2 separate regions of the Oryctolagus cuniculus genome follow, and region 2 is linked to region 1. Evidence: chromatin contacts called from public Hi-C data. All regions are on one chromosome and are shown on one strand. The core of a region is the stretch at or near the end of the contact, and the rest is flanking DNA. Distances in the headings are between cores, read along the strand shown.

Region 1 (7,009 bases), core at 2,572-5,071:
CTCCTCTTCCAGTCCAGCTATCTGCTATGGCCTGGGAGGGCAGTGGAGAATAGCCCAGGTGCTTGGGCCCCTGTACCCACATGGGAGAGCTGGGGGAGTCACCTGGCTCCTGGCTTTGGATCAGTGCAGTGCCGGCAGTAGCGGCCATTTCAGGGGTGAACCAATGGAAGGAAGACCTTTCTCTCTGTATTTCTCTTTCTCTCTGTCTCTCTCTCTTACACTGTCTATAACTCTACCTGTCAAATAAATTAAAAAATAAAAACACACTTATGAATTATTTTAAGACATCAAATTTTAAATTATTTATTTATTTATTTTGAAAGGCAGAATTATAGAAAGAGAAGGAGTGGCAGAGAGAGAGGTGTCTTCCACCCACTTCACTCCTCAAATGGTTGCAAAGGCCAAGGCTGGACCAGGCTAAAGCCAGGAGCCTGGATACTCATTCGGGTCTCTCACATAGGTACAGGGACTCAAGCACTTGAGTCATCTTCCACTGCTTTCTCAGGCACATCAGCAGGGAGCCAGATGGAAAGTGGAGCAGCCAGAATTCAAACTGGTGCCCATATGGGATGCTGGCTTTGCAGGTGGTACTTTAAACTGCTAAGCCACAGTGCTGGCCCCTAAATAATAATTTAAAATAATCATGTGAGCTCTTTTAGCCTATCTAGCATCCAAAGACCCTCAATAAAAGTTCATCTTTTTATTAGGACATTATTATTGGCAGACATCTTGACTTCTTGTTAGACAATATTGCATCTAGAATTATCCGCCACTGTCCTTTTTGGGGGGATTAGCACAGGGTATTTAATTCACTGGACCTCAGTTTCTTCATTTGTAAAATGAGTAGGTACATCTCTCAGTCCTGCTCCAATGCAACCTTTTATTAAGCATGCATACACTGACAGGGTGTTGTCACACATGAAAAACTTGGCTGCAGTCAAAATCATGCCTTTGATCTGGGCCAAGGAGCTGAAAAGATGAGGAATGCCTTAATCACTGGTTCAAGAATATGAAAGGCAATTGTGCGGAGAAGGACTCCAGCACCACAACGGACAGCACAGGGAAATATGATTCGAACCTCTGGAATTCTTCATACCCGAAGGGCTAACAAATTAAGATACAGTGATGCACATGGACAGATTTAACAAGCAAACTCCTAATTATTAATATTTTTGAAAAGGGGTCAGCATGCTATTGTGGGCAAAGCTCTGGCCTGGAATTTAAGACTTTTGAATTCTAGTATTGACTTTTCTGTTAACACTATGGGACTACGGGTAAGCTTGGACAAGTCCTTTGTCCCAGCTTTTGGACTGGTAAACTACAGTTTGACTTGGTTGAGTCAACTTGGTTGACAGATTGACTTGGTTTGTTAATAGGGAAAGAAATCAAATCCAAAATAAATGGAGATTTCTAATGCAACCCAGGCAGAGCTTCAGGGAGGGCAGGGACCAGATATCTGGGGCTCTGGTCAAGGCTGGGGTTCAAGAAATTGAACACCCAGGATGGTACAAGGACAACCCAATCACAATGGATAAAATGGATGCCAGTAGCCACACTTGAGCAGTGATCTAGAGGCCATCAACTGATTCAACTTTTCAGTCATTGGATCAAAGAGAGTTGGAGTTGTAGGTCCAGGAAGGTGATGGGGGAGAAGGCATTCAGGACTTTGGGACAGCAGCAATTCACCAACTGGTACGGGAGCATTTCATGATTCTCAGTCAGTGCAAGCTGTACTGGTGTGTTCCTGCTGGATGTGAGATGTGTCTGGGGGTAAGAAGTAATGGTTCAGATAGCCTTATTAGGACGAACTTGAGTAAAAAATTGGGAAAACACTTTTTTCCCCCTGCTCTTGTGTCCCAGCCTTTAATACATTTCAGGGAGAGCATCTGGTTGGCTTAGTTTAGAGCTTTTGTCTACACTTGGCTAGGTGGAAGCAGGGCATCCTAAGTAACAGCCTACTCTCCCCAGCAACTACATCCAGTGAAGTGGAGGTGACCTCCTAAAGGAATTCAGGGCTTTGTATCTTTAGGGTGAAAAACAAAGTACTCAACAGCCAGTCTGACAGGGACACTGGTCAATCAGAAGGCACATGGACCCTTGGGTCCTGGAGGGACGAACATGGGAGCAGGAAGTGGGGACTTGGGCTGGGGTTAATGTTCATATGTAAGTCATATTATCAGCTGATGCTTACCTACCAGACACCAGGCTTGGGGGCACAGACAGGGATTACAACAGGTTATTAAAGAGCAAATAACTCTCATCTGGAAATGCTTTGCTATTCATGCAGGAGGTGTGCTGGTATTATTTTCATAATATTACTGACTTTATCATGACTAGGAGAAGGGGTAGTTCTACTGGAATTTGGTTGATGGGGCCGGGGATGATAAATATTTTACAAAGTCATGATATCCTGCCCCAAATGCCAGTAGCACCTCTGTTGAGAAACAGGGGAGAATCTTCCAGCAGGATTGCTGAAGACAGCACTGTCATGGGCAATGGACTTAAGGGGGGTGATCCCAGTGTGGATAATAAAGCTGTCATTTTCTTCTTCTAGTGTAGATAATATAGCTGTTATTTCTTAATTCTTTATAATTTTCTTCTTCTCTGAGGAGTTAGGCTCAGAGAAGCTAAATCATTGAAGTGAAAAAAACAAGGGGCAGCAAAGCCCTTCAATTCAGGTTTTCAGGTTTACCCCGAAGTCTTCCTGCAAGGTTCCAGGGCACGGAGAAGAAAGGGGCAATAGTGTGTGTGTGTGTGTGTGTGTGTGTGTTCCTTAGAGAGGAGGAGGTTTATAATCACACCACAAACTCTTGATGACACTCTGGGGGAGAGTTGTAGAGCTTCAAGATCCATCCCAGTGGGAAGCTGGAATTTTTGTTATCTTTGAAAAGGCACCACATAAGCTTATGCAATTTTTCCTAGACTGAGGATGGAGACCCTTGGCGGGTGCCGTCTTCTGGTCTTTTCTATGGTTCAGTTCTCTGTACTCTACCAGATGCTAGGGTTCACCCTAAGATAACAGTTGAAAGGTCTGGAAATTCACATCCAACTGTGACTCAGTGGGAAATTGATTGCAACTAGCTATTCTTATTCAGCATTAATTGAAGCCTATTTATAAAGTGAAAGGGGAGAAGTCAAACGTTAAAAACGATGAGTACAAGTTAGAAAATTTAAAAATAGCATTTAATACGATTAGTACACCAATACACATCATCATACAATATTTTTCAAATATGCATGTCTACTTGTATCTGGATTTTTTTGTATACGTTTTACATTGTAAAATCATCCGGGAATCTCCCAGTCCCAGTTTTCTCTAATGAATAAAAGGTATTCCTGGAAGTTTTACCTAAAAGTTTGTGTTAACATGCAGCTATTTCCCTCAAGGGAATTAAAAGAAAGGCTTATATTGGTCATTTGCATCTTGGTAGAAATGAACATAAGAAAAAAGTTTTATTAGTGAAAACTGGGAACAGAATATGAGGATAAAAATCACCTGTTCGAGGGCAGAGGAAGAGATAATAAAATGGTAGTTATCTCCGGGAATAAACGATAGGAATTCAGCTCCGTGCGCGTCAAGTCTAGGGCGAGGGGCCCTTTCCAGTTCCCGCCCCATCCGAACACCAGGTGGCGCTCTCACTCTGGCCGCTCTGCGAGGGAGCCCTCGCTCGGGGAATCCGTCTCCCAGAAAGCTGCGCTGCGCCTGCAGTGAAGTGCGGAGGCGGAGTGGCGCCTGGCTGCAGCTGCACACTGCGCCCGAGCCGAGGCCAACTCCTGCCAAGACCACTGGGCGGTGGCGGGGTCTGGAGCTGGCCTTCTCCGCTCCAACCGCAGGACCTGGGGGGCAAAGTGCGCAGGGCATGGGCAGGGCCGCGAATAGCACGCAAACGCACGGAACGCAGAGGCGGCGGCTCTCAACAGCCAGGTCGTGGGAAGGCCCACCCTGAAATGGATCCCAAAGTGGCTGTGGCCCCTTCCTGCATGCTTGGCGGTGCAGGGCGGAGGCAGGGCCGGAGCTTCTAAGACAGCCCTTGCCCTTGCTCTTCTGCACATCCTCAGCCTCTGTCCGTGGTGGGATAGCTTCTTTTGAAGGCGAGAAATGACTTTTCTCATAAAAAAATAGGGTCTTGCTAGATTCCTAGTTTCTATGCGCCCTCCCCGTCACCTTTGAACACACCTAACAAGCCAGGTGGTGAAAAATAGAGCGGGCGAGGGGGTGGATTCTACACGGTTCTAGAAGGGGTGTAAAAACGGATGCGGATTTAAGAGGTCAGAGTGGGGAGAGCGTCTCAGGGCAGAGACCTGAAAAGGGTGGCCTGCGTGGATCAACCCACTGCGGTGTTTAATAAACGCAGGTCCCCGGCCTCAGCCTAGCCCTGCAGCCCGCCTGAATCTCTGCAGGCGGGGACCCTGCAGGTGCGAAGTCCAACCGCAGGAATCCGCTTGCCTTGGTGATTTTCTAACCAACGAAAATGTCCACTTCGACACGCCTGCACTCTGCAGTTTGAGCATCGCTGCTTTGGCGTTTATAGCCCTGTTCTGAGGGCTATGAGGGGGTAAAGGCGGCAGGGGGGCGGATGGAAAAGACCCAAGAGAGTCTTTACGGTGGATCGGGTCCCGTCCGCCTCACCCACAATCCCGGAGCACGGGGTCTCCCACGCGGTAAGGCAGCACGGGTCTTTGAGGATGAGGAGGTAGGCACCGAGCACACGAAGCCAGGAGAGCGCGAGACCCCGGGGCCTCCAGAACGGCTGGTACAGGAGCGGCCAGCCCCTGGCGCACTGCACCGGCTGCAGCCAGGTCTCGGGTGGGAGCGCGTGGGGAAGGCGCGGGGCGGACTCCTCCGCATCGCCTGTGGGGCGGGGATGGGGGAGAGGAGGAGGGGAAAAGCGGAGTCGAGGCGGGTTGGGGGGGTGAGGTTAGGGCCCTAGGCCTGCCTCCCCCCTCTCCCTCCCGCCCTCCTGGCCACCTTCCGCCCTATAATTGGCCGCCCGCGGGCCTGCCTTCCCTCTTATCTGATCCTGGGCGCTCAGGGAGAGCGAAGCGCGGGAGAGGCTGGGGGTGGGAGAGGGAGAAGGAGGGAGAGACTAAAAGGGCGCTTGGAGGGAAGCGCGCGAGGGTGGTGCGCTTCTGAGAACCAGCTCGCGGCAGAACGCGCAGCTTCCCCAAGCGTGGAGAGACCCCCAAGCTGAACTGGGGGCATCGCACTGAACAGGTAGGTCCGTCTTTCTCTGCACCTCTGCGTTTCAGCTTCGAAGAGTGTTCCTGAGGTAGGAAAAGTGGAGAGCGAGCCACCTGCAAACGCCTCGCAATTACTCGCACCTTCTCTACACGTGCGCGCCCCGGAGGGACTGGAGACCTGGGCCGGGGGACAGGGGAGATGGGGCGGGGCACCCTGACGCCCCGCTGCGTGACGTGAGTGCGGAGATACCTTTTGCAGTTATCCGGGCGCTTTCCACGCGCTTGAGAGCTTGCGTGAGGCGGCAAGAAGCTGGGTTTGGTTGGAGGTGCTGTGGCGGCTCGGCTCCAACTCTACAATTTAGAATGGGGCTTAGTAAAGGCGATAGTCTGGTGGGAAAGAGGCTCAGAAATTTGTCTTAAGGGAACGGCTGACTGTTCGTAGACAGCAGAGTTTCTATTTAAGTTGTATTTGGAGAGCTTGGCAGAACAGCCCGTTGAGATCATGAGGGAAGAACTCGGCCGCGCGCTGACCTGCAGTGGACTTGGGTAGTTTAGGGACGGGAGCTGGCCGCTGAGGGGAGCCGCCGGGCAGAGCGCGTTGACGGAGAGTGCTGAAGTTAGGCGCTCTTTTCCGCGTCTCTGCGCTGGGAAATCCCGAAGCTTAGCGCCTTTTGCTTGGCGTCTGAAGCCAGGAGGCTTTGAGATGCTCCTCCAGGCTTGGATGTTGGAGGATCTCTCTACCTCTACTCCTATCGCTCAACCCCTCTGGAGCGCTCCCTGCTTCTAGCCCTGGCGTGCGCGGCGCCAGGGCTGGGCGGAGAAGCGTCCCTCAGAGTTGGCTTTGGGCTCCCAGTGCGCAAAGGCGCAGCGTGGTTAGGGTCCGGCAAGCACAAGCCTCGTGGGGCCAGGACGGAGAGGCTGCCCGCAGGTGCGTGACCATAGACGTCTGGCTCCTGGAGCTGGGCTCTGAGTCCTCTGTGGGCAGCACGCCCTGTCGATTAGCTCAGGTTTGCGCTATGAGGTCCAGGAGGGCTTTGTACTGCTCCAGGGAAGCTTGCGTGCAGTTTTCACAGGGGCCTGGGTTTCCCGCCGGAAGGTTAATTCTGTCTACTGAGAGGTCTATTGCTTCTCGAAGTTTCGTACTCCCCTCCGGAGGCTTTGGAGAGTCCACTGCTGGCAGAGGTTGGAGGAGTGGGGGTGGGGGTGGGGGTGGCCAGGACTAAGAGAAATAAGGCAGTAAGGCTTGGGTAGCTCTGTGGAACTTCTGCAGAAGTGAAAAAACTATTTTCTTGGTAAGAGCTGGGCCCCTCATCTAGAGGGTCAGAGACAGCAGCCTCGCTTGCAGCGCCCTACTCCATCAGCGACAGACTTCCTCTGGGTGCCATGAGGAGGCCTGTTCTGTTTCTGAGAAGGTGGCCCCGTTTTGCACACACAGAACTCACTGGGGAATTTAGAATGAATAGACAAGTGAATGAATGAATGAATGAATGGCGTTCGGATTTTTGGTTGTTCAGAAGCACAACTTGGATCATCTCAACCTGGAATCAAGGATTTGGTCCATTGTAAGATAGACTTCAGAACAGTTTTTTTTTTTTTTTTTAAAAACAGATCTGTTGAGATATAATTCACAGACCATATACTTTACCCATGAAAAGTGTACAATTCCATGGTTTATAGTATATGCACCAAGTTTTAGCACCCCCCAAAAAACGTCAAATTTCAGTAACTCCCCTTCTGCCCCTAACTTGCCACCCATGCTTGGTGGGCATGACTTCTCTGGGCAGTTGATAGAAATGGAAGTGTACACCGCCTGGTCCTTTGTGACTGG
Region 2 (6,700 bases), core at 1,486-3,985, 230 kb after region 1:
CTATAAAATGGGTTTAACATCTTTCCTCTGAGTTATTATTAGTATTAAATGAGTCACTGCTTGAGAAAGTGCTATATTTTATAAGCTCTAAAGAGTGTAAATGAGGCATTAAATATATATGATTTGTTTCAAAACTATTAAATCTTTAGAATCTGGGATAGAAATACTTGCACCTTTTCGTTTGAATAAGACTCTTGAGAATCTGGAGCCATGAATGTCACATTGCCCTCTCCTCTGTGTGCAGCATCCTATGTTCTGTTAGGAGCCGAAGAGCCCAGATGGCATTAGTGGGTCCAAGTCAGAGCCACATCCTGGAAGTCCTGGTGTGTGGCAAGGCCTGTGCCGGAGAGTCAGGACTGTGCTTTTTTCTCATCCAGGGTGACCTGCAGTCCCAAGCCATGGTGAGAGCAGTGGCACGTCAAGTATGTGAACAGCTCATCCAGAGTAAGTACACTGTGGTTGTGCAGGTTGGTTCACCTTACTTCTCCCTATGGGCCTTTCTCATGAGCATAAAGACTTAGGGGAATATCTCTGAAGCTTTGTCTTGGTGCAGACATGTAAGCTTTATGATGAGCCCCTGCTGATCCATCTAAGAGATCATTACAGATTACCCTAGAGCTCGCCATCAAAGCTACAGAAGCTTAACTTCACATAAGAACTATCAGTTTGCCATGTAGATTTAACGTGATGGCCCAGGCCACATCTTCTATCCCTTTGTCTTTCTCCAAATGGAGAGAATTTTGTATTTTTCTCAAGTGATGAGCACTTGAATGTTGACAGACTACATCTTCAGAAGCTACCTTCAAAAAAAAAAAAAATGATTTGCAGTATTGATTTCAGTTAACTTGCAAGACTTATTTTAAAAAATAGACCTACAGTTGTATTTTTAAAAATTTAAGAGAAATGAAGATGCAGACAGAATTCCTATCTGCTAACTCAGCTGCAAATGGCTAAAATGGCTTGGGGGCCAGAAGCCAGGAGCTGGAAACCCAGTGCAGGTCTTCCATGTGGGTGGTAGAACCTAATCATCCAAGCCATTACTGCTGCCCCCCAGCATTGGTAGAAAGCTGAAATGAAGAGCCAGAGCTAGGACATAAACCCAGGTACTCATATGTGAGATTCAAGCATCCCCACTAGTGGCTTAACAGCTAGGCCAAATGGCTACACAGACTCATAGTATGTAAGTCAATATTTCCTTATTATTAAAATCCATTTTACATCTGTCATCTTCTGTTCAGCCTAAGGTCCTTACCTTAATCTTTAGATTTGATGCCAAAATACACACATTTTCACACACACTGAGACAGGTTTGTTGTGACATCTGATAAGACTTATGACACTTGGGCTTCATGCCAAAAATTACATTGAAACACACCTGATAACTGTCCCTTTTCTTATTAAACTTGAACTTTTCAACAACATTGTGTTTCAATGACAGATTCCTGCTCATCCATTTACTAACCCTCCCATTTTGCATATTTTCTGCTTATTCATGGAATATATATTTTGTCTCAATCTAATCAGAAATTCCCTAGTGTGTATTCTTCTCTTTTAAATAATTTATTCAGTATGAGGAAGATCTGCAGCCAAATAGAGATGAACTATTCTTCTCAAACCCACCCAACTCTAGCCTGACTCCTGCCCGCGACCTCCCAGGAGATCAGGGCTGACATTACCTGAGTAGCTACCTTGTTCACTTTAGGATTATATTTATTTTAACACAAGAAAAGTTGAGTGTTAGGTCAGGGGAGCCCTGTAGGGCTGGGTCTAGATTACCATCCAGAGTTCTGCAGTAAATCCAGATGTCACCCTGGGGAAGCCATGAAGTGAGGAAATGCAGGGACTTCACAAAATTTTCATTAAGGTAAAAATATCAGGGAAAACCAAATACAAACCTACTGTCTTCTCACAACTGTAGTAATGCTCCCTTTAGTTTAATTTTATGTTATACATGTTGTCCAAACTGGCTGTAAGTGTTTGAGAGAATTTGTCATTAAATTAAAATATTTAATACTAAAATGAGATCTTTAAAAATATAATTTATAAAAGGGAAATTGAACATTAGTCATTTTTGTAGTATAATGCATCCAAATTTGGCCCATATTGGATTATTTGGCCGGTTTCTCATTTCAAGCGTACTGTGTAAATAAATGGACTGTTATTTTAGGAAAAATGAGGGATACATTTTATGACTCATAGACCACAATGAGAAGAAAGCATCATGATATTTTCTTGTTCTACTATAGAATAAAAATGTGTATGAATATATGATTATTTAAAACCTGCCCTAAAAACTGAGGGCTCAAAATTGTGTTTTGCCCCTTGGGAATTCTCAGATTCTTGTAAATGACTTCTAGAAGGTGGGGTCTGGAAGTTGGACAGGAAAGTTCAATTAAGTTGTTAGAATAGGAAGGCCCTGCCTGTCAGTTCAGATCTAAGGGAAGGAAATGGAAGAGACTCTGTCCAGCCCAACCTTGTTCCCAAATGCAGAATTGATTTTCTCTGCTTTTTATTTTATTCCTTGGGCTCTCACTGAGAACCTGATTTACTGGTTAGCCTATGATTTTTGTTTTTACAAGCTCAGTCATCTGGTTTTCAGTTCTCGGTAGATAAGAAAGATTACATGAAAAAGGGTTAGATGGGAAACTGTGCAAGGCCAAAGTGATGACAGTCTGGAGAATGGTAAAGGATTACCCCCGTGTCCAGGGAGAAGTGAAAGACGCAGATGCAGAAAGCAACAGACATGGCTGCTGATGGCCCTCAAGACATCAGGGAGACCCTTGTGACATCACAGTCCAGTGCTTAAGAAGGCAGTGAATTAGAAATGATTCCTCAAAAGATGGCTGCTGTTTTTCTTTAAAGATATTTAAGTTTATTTAAGAGGCAGAGAGAGCGAGGGAAACTCATTTGCTGGTTCATTTCCCAACTGACTGTGACAACTGAGCCAGTGCCAAAGTGAGGAGCTGGGAACTCAGTCTTGGGCTCCCATGTGAGTGGCAGCGATAAAATCACTTAAGCCATCAGTGCTGCCTCTGAGGGTCTGTATTAGCAGGAATCTGGAATCAGGAGCCAGAGCCAAGAATCAAACCCAGGCACACTGATAATGTGGATTGCAGACATCTTGATTGGCATTTTAATTGCTAGGCTGAATTCCCAAGCTTATTTTTCATTTAAATATTTGCAAAGGGAGAAATAAAAAGCACCTAGAAAATTCACTTACTTGGGAAAAAAAATCTCCTGATGATGATGCTGGAAGAATGAGGCACCATAGTATCAAATACTTTATAAATATGTATTTCCAGTTGTTAAAAACTATATTCTTCCAGGCATAATTGAGTTAAGAGGCAATGGGGTTGAGAGCCAGATTTATTTTTTAGAAAAACTGATGGACGTTTCTACAGCTGGGACCCAAGTAAATGTTCCTGAAAGAAAAGCTTGGCAGCGAAGAGAGGAGTTGAGACACAGCGCTTGTCTGGGGATTTGTGAGCAAGAGGGTGGAGCAGGCTTTATGGGTTGGAAAAAAGACAGTTTGGGGGAAATTTCTAGAGAAAAAGGCAGCTGGGTAAGGGTTCAGGGGTCAGATAAATGTTGGGGGTGAAAATAAAATTTATGACTTCTGCTCAGTGGTGTTTATTGAGATGCTGACGTGAACTGTAGAATTCCAAATACATGAGATGTGCCTTGAGTACAATCCAGCCACTACTGTCGTCCAAAGTAAAACGTAAAAAATGTTAAGTTGGAAATCGACCTATTTCAGAGAGGTGTGTTGTTTCTCTCTTGGTGGGTGTCTAATGAAATTGTTCAAAGCCTTAACAAATAAACAAATAACTCCCCCCAGACCCCTCTGCGGGCCAGTTCATTGAATGCACCCTTTATGCTTCCTGCCTCAGGTCACATGGCCAGATACACAGCCATCCTCAACCAGATTCCCAGCCATTCCTCATCCATCCGGACCATCCAAGGCCCTCCTGGGGAGCCTGGGAGGCCAGGTTCACCTGGAACGCCTGGAGAACAAGGACCCCCAGGCTCACCAGGCTTTCCGGGAAGTGCAGGCGTGCCAGGGACCCCAGGAGAACGAGGTAAGCTAGACCACTCCTCCAGTAGAGTTGTTTGAGATGGGTGCATTGAAACATGGCACAACAGTGATGCTTCCCCTTCTCCATCTGCAATTCAATATCTTACTTATTCCCAAGATGAAGAAAAGAACAGTGTGCAACATGTTTATCCAGAGCCATATCTGTTTATAGAACAGTAGACTCAAAACCCCAACACAACTCCAAGAGGCTGTTGAGCTAACAGAAGGAAGATATTCCCTCCAGACAGACCAATTCAGATAAGCTGCCTCTTCCAGGTTGAAGAATTAGGAGATGATGCCTCCCTTGGGGAAAACGTGATATCACACATGAGTCACAACAGCAGACTTCATTTAGTATGCATATGTAGTGCTTCTTTTGTGCAGTGCCCACACTGGGCAACACTCCGTGGCATTTCTGGGAAGAGTCACAAGTTATGTGGACACAGGTTCACATATCCCTCTGTAGATGGTGTCAGCTCCAAACTTCAAGTTCAAGTACTGTTTGTGGCTCACTGTTCTGTACTATGAGTTGATAGCATAAGAGTTTCATGGGCCAGTGTTTTGTCTTTGCCATGAAACTTTCATTAAAATTAAGATCCTACTTTGCCTTATTTTCTACTATCTACAGGTCTTAGAAGTAATCCAATGGTAAGACTCACTTGGTTGAATTTCGTCAAGTTTCTATAACGATCAGCATCTCCCAATCCAGAAGCAGATAAAACAGATATGTGAAATGGGGTTCCACAATAGCCCTGAGGACAGTGATGGGAAAAGGGACAACTGATAAAAGTACTTTCTAAAAACAGTTTCTAGAATAATGTGTGGTATAGCTAACTGTTGCCTATTTACCTGTGAGTCATGTTACTTTTGTGAGATGAATAGCATATAAATATGAAGTGTACATTACAAAAATATTTCACATTTGTTCTTGATCCACGTCGATCAGCCTTGTAAGTGTCTACCTCTGTACTTTTATATATATTCTTTTCCCCTTTGGAAATGTCCCTTCCTTTGTCTATTGTGGACATTACTCTTAGCTCAACCTTCAGCTAACACCTACCTCATGCATGAAGCTTTTGTTGGTCGGCCTAGACCACAGACACCGCCACCCCTGAACATCTACAGTACTTGCTGGCCATTCTTCTCATTTCGGGGTTCATCAGATGTTAGTGAGCAGCTAGATCACCTCTGATTGCTTTGTATGATGTCTAATAGGTACTCACTAACTCATTGTTGCTTTGATTGTGATCCAGTTCTGATTTTCCTTTCAGGATTTTCCTATGTTAGGGCACAGAATCAGCAGACATAGAGAAAGACATAATGTTTCCATAACACACCAAGACCTGGCAGCCTGGAAGGTGGCTGCCTCTGTCAGCAGGGCGCTCTGTGATCATGCTAGTGATGGAGAAATTGTGACTCAGGGAGCACAGAGCCAGCACCTGAGTCACTCCCAGCAAGTCATAAGTTCTTTGTTCTCTTTGGACGTCTCAGCCCTCTTTTTGCCAGACCAAGTCTTTCCTGTTCTGAGACCATGTGAACGATTAGGCCAGAGAAAATCACCCGGGAGTTCTCAAACGGTGGCCCAGGCAACCAATGGAAACATGAATTTCCATGATGTAATTTTCTTTTAAAGATATGGATGTTCTTTGACAGTACAATAGACACATCAACATCTACATTTCATAAATATGGTAATTCAAAAAGCTCATGGGGAAATGGAATTAAGATGTTTATTTTGTTACAAAACCATTTATAAATGTGTGCATAGTTTTTTTTGTGATAGTCATTTTACACAAGGTTTCTGAAGAGCCTTCATGCAGAGAGGATGAAAGTCAAAGTGACAAGTGTCCTGTAGGCACAAGGAAGTGTATTTTCAGTGATCACTGACTGAGTGGTGAGGTGTTGGGACTCCTAGGCTGGGTTTTATAGGCCAGCATCCATTCCTTGTCCTAAGGTGGGTGGGGATTTTATTTTATTTTTTTTTTTTTAGCTTTATGGGCTAAATTCCCCAGGACAGATTAAGAGGGGGAAAAATGTCTGCGCCTTTCCTTTAAGCAAGAACATTAAATGTTTTTTTTTAAATTATGTCTTTAAAAGCAGAGAGAGAGAAGAAAGCGAGCTTCCATCTGGTGGTTCACTCCCCAATTGGCCACAGCAGGCAGGACAAGACCAGCCTGAAACTAGGAGCCTGGAACTTCATCCAGGTCTCCCACGTAGGTGGGAGGGGCCTTTTGCTGCTTTCCCAGATGCATCACCAGAAAATTGGATCAGAAGTAGAACAGTCAGGACTTGAACCAGCACTCATATGGGGTGCTGGCATTGCAGGCGGCATCTTAACCCACTGTGCCATGATGCCAGCCCCCACAATATTAGACTTCGGAACCTGAAGAGTCTAGAACAATCTCTTCTTTTGATCTGTTCATTTTATACAAAAGGGTACATTAAAAAATATCAAGATCAAAAACAGGCTCAGGGTCAGCTAATATCAAGATAGGATATTAAAACCAAAGGCCATGTTTTTATTTTCTGGATAATTATCATTATGCAACATATAATAATGTTTAAAGGGTCCCATTTATAATGAGTAAAATTAAGTATTACTCCTAGACAATATAATAAACTAAG

Evidence for each region. Hi-C and Micro-C count contacts between places; a contact is called where the count stands out from the background.
Region 2: a Hi-C map of psoas muscle shows a contact between it and region 1, with 2.1 times the contacts expected there. The contact joins the enhancer-like site here to the promoter of COL14A1 in region 1. A contact is called at or near these places in 3 of 6 Hi-C or Micro-C datasets (ear pinna, psoas muscle and an unstated tissue).

What each region holds. Positions count from the first base shown.
Region 1 is chr6:145,860,078-145,867,086 of mOryCun1.1, forward strand. It overlaps COL14A1 (collagen type XIV alpha 1 chain), which reads left to right and starts at 3,822. Exons shown (of 48, transcript XM_070075442.1): 1 at 3,822-5,215.
Region 2 is chr6:146,094,231-146,100,930 of mOryCun1.1, forward strand. It overlaps COL14A1 (collagen type XIV alpha 1 chain), which reads left to right. Exons shown (of 48, transcript XM_070075442.1): 44 at 378-444; 45 at 3,891-4,079. Among named protein-coding and RNA genes, the nearest start is that of MRPL13, 93 kb to the right of the region's middle. Within about 2 kb of position 2,736, at least 1 of the 8 cell types and tissues checked has an H3K27ac peak or open chromatin away from gene starts, as enhancers often do.